Linked DNA regions of Mus musculus: region 2 is linked to region 1. The links are chromatin contacts, called in public promoter capture Hi-C maps. All regions are on one chromosome and are shown on one strand. The core of a region is the stretch at or near the end of the contact, and the rest is flanking DNA. Distances in the headings are between cores, read along the strand shown.

Region 1 (5,842 bases), core at 2,390-4,889:
GGTGGTCATCTTCTTGTGGCCAGGTGCCTTGTAGGCTGGCTCCGGATCTCACTCCTGACTGCGATCTCAACGGTTTGGGCACCCGGAACAGAACTTATTTTGCTGAACACCGCACGAGACCATAGGCCCCTCACGATTAGCTTGGGCACACGTCTTTGTTCACTTTCCCATGGATGTAGCTGTTATATGGAAAATAGAAAACAGATGACTGTTTGACAAGGCACATTTTATGTCCAACACAACGCTAAGCCCAGATTTGTGGCTTAGTAGACACTGTTAGTCTCTTAGCAACCCAAGGACCGGATCAGTACTACCTCATTTGCATACCTGCGTCTGGGCCTGTGAGCTTGGTGACTGTAAACGTCACACCTCGCTCCAGCTCAGATTCCACTCACCTTTTGCTGTCCTTTCACAGCCTTATTCACGCCATGGCAGGCTTGCCACCAAAGGCTCCAGAAGGCTGCTGGCACTCAGCAGAGCCAGGAAGCACAAGGGACGCCCCCAAGAGGCCAGTCAGAGTCTGCACCTCACTGAAAGGGTCTTACCGGGATACCAAGCTCTCGGCCGTTGTCAGCAACTCTGCATAGCATGGCGGAATTTGTTGTGTCTAACAGGTTTCAGCAAGCCTCTACCTGCAATAGTGGAGAAGATGGGCACAGCTTCATGCTTGACCCAGTACCTCATGTTCAAGATTGAGACGGTCATCTATAGTTATACAGTGTCCAAGTAAAACTGGCTAACGGCCACATCAAGTTCACAAGCCAAAGAGCCACCCACACTGTAATGGGCGACACACTTTTGACTTGGGTGGTGTGTCTGAACGTTATAGATTGGATTTTAAAAAAAAAAAAAAAAAGTGTTAGCAGTGATGTTTGATGTGGCAGGTTCACCAGGCAAAACTGCTCCCTAATCAGACTGAATCTTTAAATATCTAAACGAGGGAATTTTTTCAGGGAAAAAGTCAGACCCCAAGTAAATCAGGTTGGTATGTTCTGTGTGAAGGTGTGGCTGTCTTGAACTTTCCCGGGAGCTCTCTTAGCAATTAGCATTACCAGAGACATAGGGCAGAAGAGCCCAGAGCTGCAGATTTGGGGAAGCCTACCATGGAACCAAAGAAGATTGTCTCTCTGTTGTCAATGTGTAGAGGGAAATATACCCTGTAGATCAGCCCCTTTAGAGCTACTGAGTCCAGGTTACAGAGCCAGTATTCTGATGAAACACTGCACATTCACTGAGGTCTTCTTACAAAGCAGATTCAAGTAGGAATGTGAAATCTTGTTTCAAATCATTTGTGTTGGAAACCAGCAGTTTGTCCACTGAGCCTGCCAGTTTGCATTGTCATAATTTGTGCTTGGCTCACCTTTATGGCAAGATCCTTTCACGTGCTATTTGTGTTCAGTACAAACTGGTATAAAGGTTACCCATATTTTAGTGATTGATGTGAGAGAGCTACCCTGGGCTGGTAGTTCTGGGTTGTATAACAAGACAAGGCAATGCACAGAATTCCTCCATGGTTTCTGCTTCAGTGCCTACCTCCAGGTTCCTTCCATGAGTTCCTGCCCTGAATTCCCTTCATGATGAACTATAACTGTAAGATGAAATAAACACTTTTCGCCCAATTATGTGGGGTTTTTTGTTTGCTTCTTTGTTTATTTGTTTGTTTGTTTAACAACAATAGAAACCTTAGCTAAGACACTCTCCCTCAAGGAACAGGGTCAGTTGGGCTATCCATCTTACTCAAGGCTACATTCCACATTACATTGCAAGCTGGTATCACTGGCCTTAATGTGGGACTGAATCAGATACAACTCCATTTTGTAATGTTCTTATTTTTCTTTTCAAAAAATTTGAGAAGAATTAGACTGTATGGCCCTTTTAGAGGAAGTGTTTTGCTGGGGAAAAGTGGGGGGGGGGGGTAAGGGGAGGGAGATTTTGTGGCTTCAAAAGCCAAGACCAGGCCTAGCCTTTCTCCTCTGCCTCTCTCTCTCTCCCCCTCCTCCCCTCTACTCAGCACCATGTCTGTCTGCTTCTAGTCATGATGATCATGACCTAACCCAACTATAAGCAAGCTATCAATTAAGTGCTTCTTATAAGAGTTGCCTTGGTTATGGTGTCTCTTCACAGCAATATAGCAATAAAGACAGTACCCAATGAGTGGCACTGCCTGGAAAAGCCATGGAAATTAACAAAACAGTATTATCAAATATATATATATATATAATATTTATATATTATATATAAATATATAATTATTAATATATTATCAATAGTATGAATGTGTACTGTACAGACTAGGGTATCACCACGGCAGAGGATGGTGGACGACTGTGCAGTAGAGCAGGGTTTTCTTGTTTAAACTTCCTGTCCTTGCTGGTTCTGTTCAGTAGTAGCATTACCTCAGCCTACCCAGTTAACATTTTCAATATCAGAGCCAGACTATACATGATGTTAAAGCTATGTCAGGTTTAGAAAGAAGCAGTGCCCATTTAGAGCGATCACAAAAATACCAAGGATCTAAATGCTGGGACAGCTCGACCCTCTGACTAGAGATGGCGTCACTCAAAAGCATACGCCGCCGCCGCCATTTTGGCAGGAGCATGAAATGCCGTTATTACCGTTTGTCAGTTGACGGAGGCTAACATATTACACAATAAAAGCATTTGAGATGAGGCAGCCCTACCGACTGTTACATTTCCAGCTAAACTAACGCCTGACACCCTCACTACAAAGACATCAGGCCAGGGAGCCCCCAGCTTTATGCGCTGAATCACTTTGTTGTGTGAACGCCACATTTGAAAAGCTGTTCTGATGGCAAGCGAGACTCAGGCCCTAAGTACAGACTGGACCAGGTGCTGCTAGTCAAGAGCCCGCACACCCAACCGCAGTATAGGACCAGCAAGTAAACGCAGCTCTCTCAACAGAAGAGGTGGGTGGCTCTTAAAAGAGCCTTTGGGTTTGTTGTGAGCCCTGCGAGCTCACTTGGAGCTGGTGTACTTGGTGACGGCCTTGGTGCCCTCCGACACCGCGTGCTTGGCCAGCTCCCCGGGCAGCAGCAGGCGCACGGCCGTCTGGATCTCCCGGGACGTGATGGTCGAGCGCTTGTTGTAATGCGCCAGGCGGGACGCCTCGCTCGCGATGCGCTCGAAGATGTCTGTCACAAAGGAGTTCATGATGCTCATGGCCTTGGAGGAGATGCCGGTGTCGGGGTGCACTTGTTTCAGCACCTTATAGATGTAAATGGAGTAGCTCTCCTTGCGGCATCTCTTACGTTTCCGGCCCTCCTTTTTCTGGGTCTTGGTGACCGCTTTCTTGAAGCCTTTCTTGGAAATAGTAGCACCCTTTACCGCCACCTCCGGCATGGCTCAAGTAACCTTTCCCACACCAACGTCTCAAAACAGTTCCAACTGCTGAGAAAACACACACGACTTGAGGTTGAGAAGCGGGGTATTTATAGGCGTGGACATTGGATGACGTATGGGTACATGCAATCTGATTGGACAGTAAGTGCTGGGTGCATGCAAATAAGGGGAATTCAAGCTGTGATTTCTAATTGGTTAATCCATCATCAATCAGCCAATCAGGTGTTGAGCATAAGCTGCCATTAGACTATAAATAGGCGTGGTCATGGGGGCCTCGCTTACCGCTTTAAGACTTTTGAAGAATCATGTCTGGTCCTACAAAGCGGGGTGGCAAGGCTCGTGCCAAGGTCAAGTCTCGCTCTTCCAGGGCAGGTTTGCAGTTTCCTGTGGGTCGTGTGCACCGGCTTCTCCGCCAAGGGAACTACGCACAACGAATTGGGGCTGGTGCACCAGTGTATCTGGCGGCAGTGCTAGAATACTTGACAGCTGAGGTCCTGGAGCTGGCGGGCAACGCAGCCCGGGACAACAAGAAGACGCGCATTACTCCTCGCCACCTGCAGCTGGCCATCCGCAACGACGAGGAGCTCAACAAGTTGCTTGGCCGCGTGACCATCGCGCAGGGTGGCGTCCTGCCCAACATCCAGGCCGTGCTGCTGCCCAAGAAGACCGAGAGCCACAAGTCCCAGACCAAGTGACTCCTGCACAAGACAGCAACCATCAGTTTAAAACAAAAAGGCTCTTTTCAGAGCCACCTTCATTTTCACGAAAAGCTGTGCATGACAGGTATAATCAACGACGGTCAATTTCAGACTTCATTTGGACCTCTACCAGCTGTTAATACTGACAGTATTCTACGGCCTTCTGTGGCAAAGTATTAGGGTAGGAACGTAGAGGTGTTTAAGGGTTGTGTGAATGAAGTATTACTCAAAAGTAAGCCACTAATTCAGCTCCTTCTTAGCTGAAAGTTAGCACAGGATGATCCAGTTCTGCAATTTCTCAAAAGTGCCTTAAAAAACTTGTATCAGTGCTACAAAATGAGTAAAAACCTAGAATGTTGCTCAAACAAACCCATTCGGGAAAAAAAAAAAATGAGTTATTCCTGTCAGTTTTGAGGGCTGGAGTAAAAGGCTTACCAACTTGTAGTTTTTATGAATGTTTGCTTGTAGTATCCTCTACAGAGGATAGAGGGTTAGATATCTTAGCAACTGGAGCAAATGGCCATCGGGAGCTGCCGTAGGGATATTAGGAACCAAGCTTAGATCCTTTGCAAAAGTAGCGAGTGTTTTTAGTATTTGTTTCATCTGTCCAGCCCAATTGTCATAATTTTTTGAAATCCAAGAATGGGTATTAAGAGTTTTTAGCTAGAAAATAAAACCATTTGATTTATTTATTCATTTTGTAAATGCTTACTGACTCCATTTGCTAAGCTGGGCCTAACTCTGGAAGCTTCTGGCCTCTGTACAATCTTATCAAGGCCTCGAATGTTCTCAGCCTCTGAGACTTACTGCTGAATAAGCTCACCCTTTCTAGCTCTTTCTGAGCTGTGGGCTGACTGACTCAACTCAGCTGTTCTGGCTCAAACTTGTCTCCAAGCTGACTGATTCAATCTAGCTTCTTTCAGTTCCTTACTGAATTACTCTGCTTGGCCTCATACTAATTTGGCAATCTGTTCTAATCTTCTAGGTTGCTCTGTCTTCACCTGTGTCTACTTGTTCTCTCTTCAGCCTCTCTCTATAAAACTCTCCCAGTAAAACTGTTACACTTCTTCTCTCTGTCCCTTAAGTGGCTTTCCTTTCCTCTCTTCTTGGGAGAATTGGGCCTATCCTATTCTGTCAAATCTTACTCACCACTTTGTCTGCCACTCAACCAGACTTTTAAACCTAAGTGCTTCCTTCTGCAAATTAACTTTACCTTCATTGTTTTGGAATTAAAGATGTTATACTAAGGGCCTGTCTGTATCCCAACCAGTGGGAATTAATGGTGTGTGCTAAGGGCTGAACCACACCACAACTAGAAACAGGTTTTTTTTTCAATAAGTAGCACAAGGTTCACAGCATGATAAAATATCCTGCAACACAAAATTTCAATTTAAAAGGTAAAAACAAGTTTATTTATAGTAATGTGACAATAGCCTCCTTTGCCAATCTGAGAGCTGCTGCACAAACCACAGCTGTCTCAACTTTGGGGATTCTTCTGCTACATGAGACACCTACCTCCCCCTCTTCCCTGCCCCCGAACAAGCAAAAGTTAGGTGAGATTACCAATGCAGAATGAGTGTCTGGTCAATATTTTAGGGTAACAATTACACAATCTGAACAGAAAACCAATTTTTTGATGATAAGGTAGCTTTAAGATCAGTCTCCTCTTCAAATTGCTGTCCAGACTCAACTACTAATGAGGCTCGCCTGAGGGTCGGGCATGCTCTAGGCAGCCTGCGCCTAACAATCCTTAGGCCAAGAAGAAGGTCCTGCTACCTCCCAGGT
Region 2 (5,842 bases), core at 1,479-3,978, 580 kb after region 1:
CACACACACTCATGCACACACTCACGTACACACACACACAAGCTGAAAGAAAAAGAGGAAGTGTCTAATGAAACTGCCCTCCTTAACTATGGTCTCCTGGAGATTCAAACCTTTGTTGGCTCCTGCCCCCTCTAGCCTTCAGCTGCTATTCTCTGGGTCTCAGCCTCTAGAGCTTCCTGCTTCCAGTCCTGACCTTTAACCTCTATCTCCCAGCTTCCTGCCCTCCAGTCTCAGCCTGCAATCTCTAGCTCCCAGCCTCTAGCCTCTTGGCTCTCGCCATCTTCATTTCAGAGGCAATCTTTTTCCATATCCTTAACACTTTCCTCTCTATATATTTTTTTCTATTTGAAATTGTCCAGGACCTTTTAAGATGAGGGCCACTGTTTTACAGGGAATGTTCACCAATTCGAAAATCACTGTGTGACAATTCATATTGTGGAATTCATACAAATGAGGTTTTGAGAAATATGCATATGTTTGGGTTTTTTTAACTTTAAAAAATGTAGCTGGGTAGTGATGGTGCACGCCTTTAATCCCAGCACTTGGGAGGCAGAGGCAGGCAGATTTCTGAGTTCAAGACCAGCCTGGTCTACAAAGTGAGTTCCAGAACAGCCAGGGCTACACAGAGAAACCCTGTCTCAGAAAAAAAAAAAAAAAAAAAGTAGAGCAAAAAGAGAAGACAAATGTACAGCAACCACCATAGGATAATGAGTGTTTATAGGATAATGAGTGTTTATAGGATAATGAGTGTTTGAGGGGTTCTGGCAATTCTCATTTTGAAGGAAAACCAAGGATTTATAGTGACTGCCTCGCTGGCTGCCATGCTGAACTTCCAAAGTCCTTCAGAACACTCATGCCTGCAATCTGCCTTCTGTCCTTTCTTTCTTCTTCTTCTTTTTCTTCTTTTCATTCCATTTTGGTTTGTTTTTATGAGACAAGGCCTAACTCTGTAGCGTTGGCTGGTCTGGCCCTTACTATGCAGCCTGGGTTGACCTAAATCTTAAGATAGTCCTCTTGCGTGAGTCTCTTGGACACCAGTATTAGACATGAACCTTTCACACCTAGCCCTGTGGTTGGTTTTCATTTGCTTAGCACAGATATTCTCTAGATCACCCATGTACATTATCATAAGCCTTACCAAGGGAAACCCAATCCTGTCTTCTCTGCATATTGTAGCTATGCAAATATCTAACAGAAGGACCCCCATCACCATGTCAATAAATGGAAGTAAAATAATGCCCCTCTTTTCTGCACACAGTAGCCTGAAATGAAAGCTTTTATGGGGTTCTGAGTGGTTTTGTTCAGTCTGTAACTTGTAAGTAACAATCATTTATAGAACTATCTTGCTGAGTAAAAGGCTTTCAAAAGTGGCTCCCTTGGGGCTGGAGAGATGGCTCGGCTGTTAAGAGCTCTGCTGGCTGCTCCTCCAGGACCAAGGTTTGACTCCCAACACCTATATGGCAGCTCAAACCATCTGTAATTCCAGTCCCAGAAGAGACAATGCTCTCTTCCACAGGCGCTATAAACGTGTGGTACACAGACCTGCATGCAGGCATAAATGGTTCATGTGTGGGCTGGGGATGTAACTGGTTCCTTTGGTAGAGTAGTTGTTAGCCTACTTATGTATAAGGTCTTGGGTTCGATCTCAGCACTGTATAAACATATTGGCTGGTATATGTCTATGATATAGCACACCAGGAAATTAAGGAAAAATCAGGCGTTAGATGTTATTCTCAGCTACATAGAGAATTCAAGGCCAGCCTGGTTACATGAAACAAACAAACAAACAAACAAACAAACTTGTTATAAACAAACAAACTTGTTATTTAGAAAAACCGAGCATCCCTGTGGCTTTTAATCCCACACAAGATGTCTACCCTTAACAATTTGTTTTCTGAACGCTGGCATTGAGGGCAAATGTAGCATCCTTTGGAAACCCAGAAGCCCATGGATTAAACCAACACCTCAAAACCCATCCCTGCTTCAGTCTCCTACAAGTCTGACTTTTGACCCCAAAGAAACACAGCTTCCCACGTGCCGGAACTCACTAAAGGACCACAGGAACTGGGGATGACTGACAGTCAAAAACCAATGTTTCCAAAGCTGGGAGGAGTTCCACAGATCACCGCCTCCCAGGCTGTCCTTCAGATGGTTTAATGTGCAGAGTCTTAAACCCAGGGTCCAGCCTTGGCTTTTATTTATTTTTAGAATAGTGAAACAGCTTTCCAGCTCAGACATTCAGGTTAAGACATAGGGACCTTTGGCTTTGACCTCCCTGGGGAGCTCGTGGGGGAGGAGGGGCGGTGAGTTTCCTCCTCTGTTCTCCTCCTTTTGTGATTTTCTTGTTCTGGGACAGCAATGCAAGGAAGACCTTCAATTCCTGATCTTTGGCCTCCGACTCTCAAGCTTGGGATGACAGGCATGTACCACCAGGCCAGGCTCATCTTGACAGTGGTCACACTGTCAGTATCCTTAGTGCCCCACCCTCCACCTGCCACCCCCACACCCCCTCCCCTGTTTTCCAGAGCATTCTTATTCAGTAGAGAATTTCTATAGAAACTTCAAGTACTGTTTCCAGGTAGGAGAAATGTAAATGCCAAGGGCATTTCTTTCCAGTTCTTTGTCTAGAACGATTCTAAAACTAAATAAATAGAAGCTTTTGAATCACCCTCTCCCTGACTGTACCTCAATCAGATCTCTGCAACTCCCACCAGCCCCAGGACACCAGGATCTGTGAATGGGGATGGCCAGGAGGCATGGAGCATGCCCTGTGCTACTTACCACCACCCCCAACACACACACACCACACTCATACACAACACACACACAAACACAAACAACACACACACACACCACACTCATACACAACACACACACAAACAACACACACACCCCACACACATACACAACACACACACAAACAACACAGACACCACACTCATACACAACACACACCATACACCACACACACATATACATACCACAAACACACACACACCACACACATACACAACACACACCATACACCACACACACATACCACAAACACACACACACCATACATACAAACACACACACATACACAACACACACCAATACACACAACACACATACACACATCACACACACATACACACACACAAAACACACACAACACACACAAACACAAACAACACACACACACCCCCCTCCCCCTTCCTGATCAAGATCTAATCTCAATGGAGATCTTACTACTAATTAAAAATTATTAGGGATACAAGTTTTTAAAAAAAGAAGTTAAACGGCCTGTGAAGAATTAATTAACATAAACGGAATATGGCAACTTTTACAGACCAGTGGCCAGTTTTATTTAAGAAATAGTGTGGAAATACAACCCAATGATGTTGAGGGAAATCTAGCAATGAATATCAAGTACAAACTCTAATTTTGTTTTCATGGTAACTACTATGAATCCTCACTGGGTTCACTTCAGCTAAAAACTGTAAAAGCTCTCTCTAGATTTAGGATTTTCCAAGGCTGTATTTCACTTTATTTTTTAAATATAAAAATATTGATGTGAGGAGCCAAGACCTCTGTGATGGTCAAGTACAAGATTCTGTAAGCGTTCTGGGTAGTGGCCACAAGGTGGCGCCACAGTGGTATTTCACAAACCTAACAAGGAGCATAGCCGTTAATGGAAATTGATGTCATCCCCAAATACATGAATGCAATATAATGGCTTCCCTGGATGCGATGGGAACTTTAGTCACAGACTTCTGCTTTCCAATGACTCTCATATGTCCATGGTGACGCAGAAATGCGAGTTTGAAAGATTCTATGATTTCCAAACCTCACAGAGAAGAGCTCTAGAGTTTTCAGAACTTTTAGACTTTCTTATTTATTATTTACTTATTCACTGTACATCCTGATTGCAGTCCCTTCTCCTCCAAGTCCCACCTCTACAAGTCCCTCCTTCCATTATCCTCCCCGCACCCCTTCTCAGAGAAGGAGAGCCTAGCTTCTGAGCAGTTTCATCCAGCAGCAGATGGACACACAGTTGCAGAAGCCCACAGCCAAACATCAGGCAGGACTTGTGGAAGAGTGGGGGGTAGGACTGAGGGATCCAGAGGGGCCGAGGACACTGCAAGAAGACCTACAAAGTCAGTTAATCTGGGCCCATGGGGTTCACAGAGTCTGAACCATCAACCAAGCAGGGACTGGACCTAGGCCCCCCTATTCTTTTGGAGCAGATGTGCAGCTTGGTCTTCATGTGGGTCTCCTAACAGTTGCACAGGGGGCTGTCTCTGCCTCTGCTGCCTGTCATTGGCTCCCCTTCCCCTAACTGGACTTCCTGGTTGGACTTCAGTGAGAGAAGATGTGCTTACTCCTGCTGAGACTGGATGCTCCAGGGCAGAGTGGTAACTTTCTGATTTTCTATTAGTGCTTGCCTGCCCATCGGTGGCTGGGTGAAACCCACTCAGCTCATACACTGGTGTCCGTTTCAGCTATGTGGTAACTCTTCACATTGGAGTAACACCGGAGAACAAATAATGTCTGACAGGGAAGTCACGCCCAGGTGACATGGTGTGGAGGGAATTTTGTGAAAGATGGGCATCTGAAGACATCTTGAGAAAGGACTTGATAGATAGCTACCAGCGGAGAAAGCGACGGAGCATCTCAAATGCTCGCACTTGAACTGGCCGCAAGGTTAGGGAGCAGAGGCAGCCGCTGTTAATAGACTGTGCACACAGAAGCCTTCCATTTGATCTCCAGCACAGAATACAACTGGGCGTGGTGTCATAACCTGAAGTTCCGGCATTGCACAGGTGGATCAGATATTCAAGGTCCCCACTTAGCTGCATAGCAAGTTTAAGAATAGCCTGAACTACATTAAGACCCTGTCTCAAAAACAAAACAATAATATAAATAGGGTAGATGTAATACGGAGGAGAACGGGAACCGAGACAAGCGTCAGAGCTTTTTTCTGCCTAGAAAGGGTCTGTGTCTTTTCCTCTAACACCACTCCAGGCCCTATGCTCTGCCCCCACACTTGACAGCTGGCTGGATTTCCTTTCCATTCGTCTCCTGAGGCAGGCTCCTTTAGTTCTTTTCCTGCACCATATGTATTTACCAAAACCAACTGTAACACCCAGGAATACACAATGAGAGTATCTTTCTCCCTAGGTTTTAAAACTTTTTCTTTTTTAAATTTTAATCCAAAATTAAAACTGGAATTAAAATTTTTGGCTAATCACAAGACAGAAAAAATAGAACTGAGGGACTGGGATCTTTAACTTCAGAGTATCTAGACTCAAATATTTATGGTCTAGAGAGGGGAAAAAATGGGATGAATCCACTACTACCAACAGACATGGACTTTGATTTTCGGGTTGCTTGCGATGCTGGCTCCATCTCTAGGTACAGAATGTTCCCAGCTTCAAGAAGACCTTATCATTTAAGACCCAGGTGCTCTCTGTGCCTTCCTTCCTCTCAGGTGTTTAGTGCCAATTAAGTCTAGCTGTGGAGCACTCACCGCCACCGCTAATGTCACAAAAATGGAACTGGAGGCTAATTTTGCTTCTCATGAATAGGTCCCTGTGGTTTCATTTCAAGCCTAATGGAAGGGACGCGCTCCAGCCTTCCCCTCTGTTGTAACTTGCTGAGGCTCACCTTCAGGAATTTCGCTTCCGTTCCGTGTGCGCTATTTCCTGTGTGGGTTTATTGTTGGCTGTTGTTTTCACATATGAGTTCCATTCTATTGTGGATACTCCGTTCTTCAGGAACTACCAGAGTGAGTGATGACTTAACTGCTCATTTTGGGACCTTTATGTTCCTAGGAAGGCCTCCTAGTCCTGCTCAACTT

The links. Promoter capture Hi-C pulls out the DNA fragments that hold promoters and counts their contacts.
Region 2: a promoter capture Hi-C map of embryonic stem cells shows a contact between it and region 1, with 2.0 times the contacts expected there. The contact joins the enhancer-like site here to the promoter of H2ac1 in region 1. A contact is called at or near these places in 5 of 39 promoter capture datasets (cranial neural crest, embryonic stem cells, liver and 2 more) and 1 of 9 other capture datasets (macrophages).

The regions. Positions count from the first base shown.
Region 1 is chr13:23,930,798-23,936,639 of GRCm38.p6, forward strand. H2ac1 (H2A clustered histone 1) reads left to right here and starts at 3,640. Exons shown (of 1, transcript NM_175658.3): 1 at 3,640-4,116. The coding sequence starts at 3,665. The coding sequence ends at 4,054. H2bc1 (H2B clustered histone 1) reads right to left here and starts at 3,359. Exons shown (of 1, transcript NM_175663.2): 1 at 2,928-3,359. The coding sequence starts at 3,359. The coding sequence ends at 2,976. It overlaps Gm33516 (a long non-coding RNA gene), which reads left to right and starts at 2,640. Exons shown (of 3, transcript XR_382128.3): 1 at 2,640-2,926.
Region 2 is chr13:24,515,448-24,521,289 of GRCm38.p6, forward strand. It overlaps a transcript of Ripor2 not described here. Among named protein-coding and RNA genes, the nearest start is that of Gm22013, 32 kb to the left of the region's middle. Within about 2 kb of position 2,729, at least 15 of the 459 cell types and tissues checked have an H3K27ac peak or open chromatin away from gene starts, as enhancers often do. A contact at or near this core is called in embryonic stem cells, where this site is marked.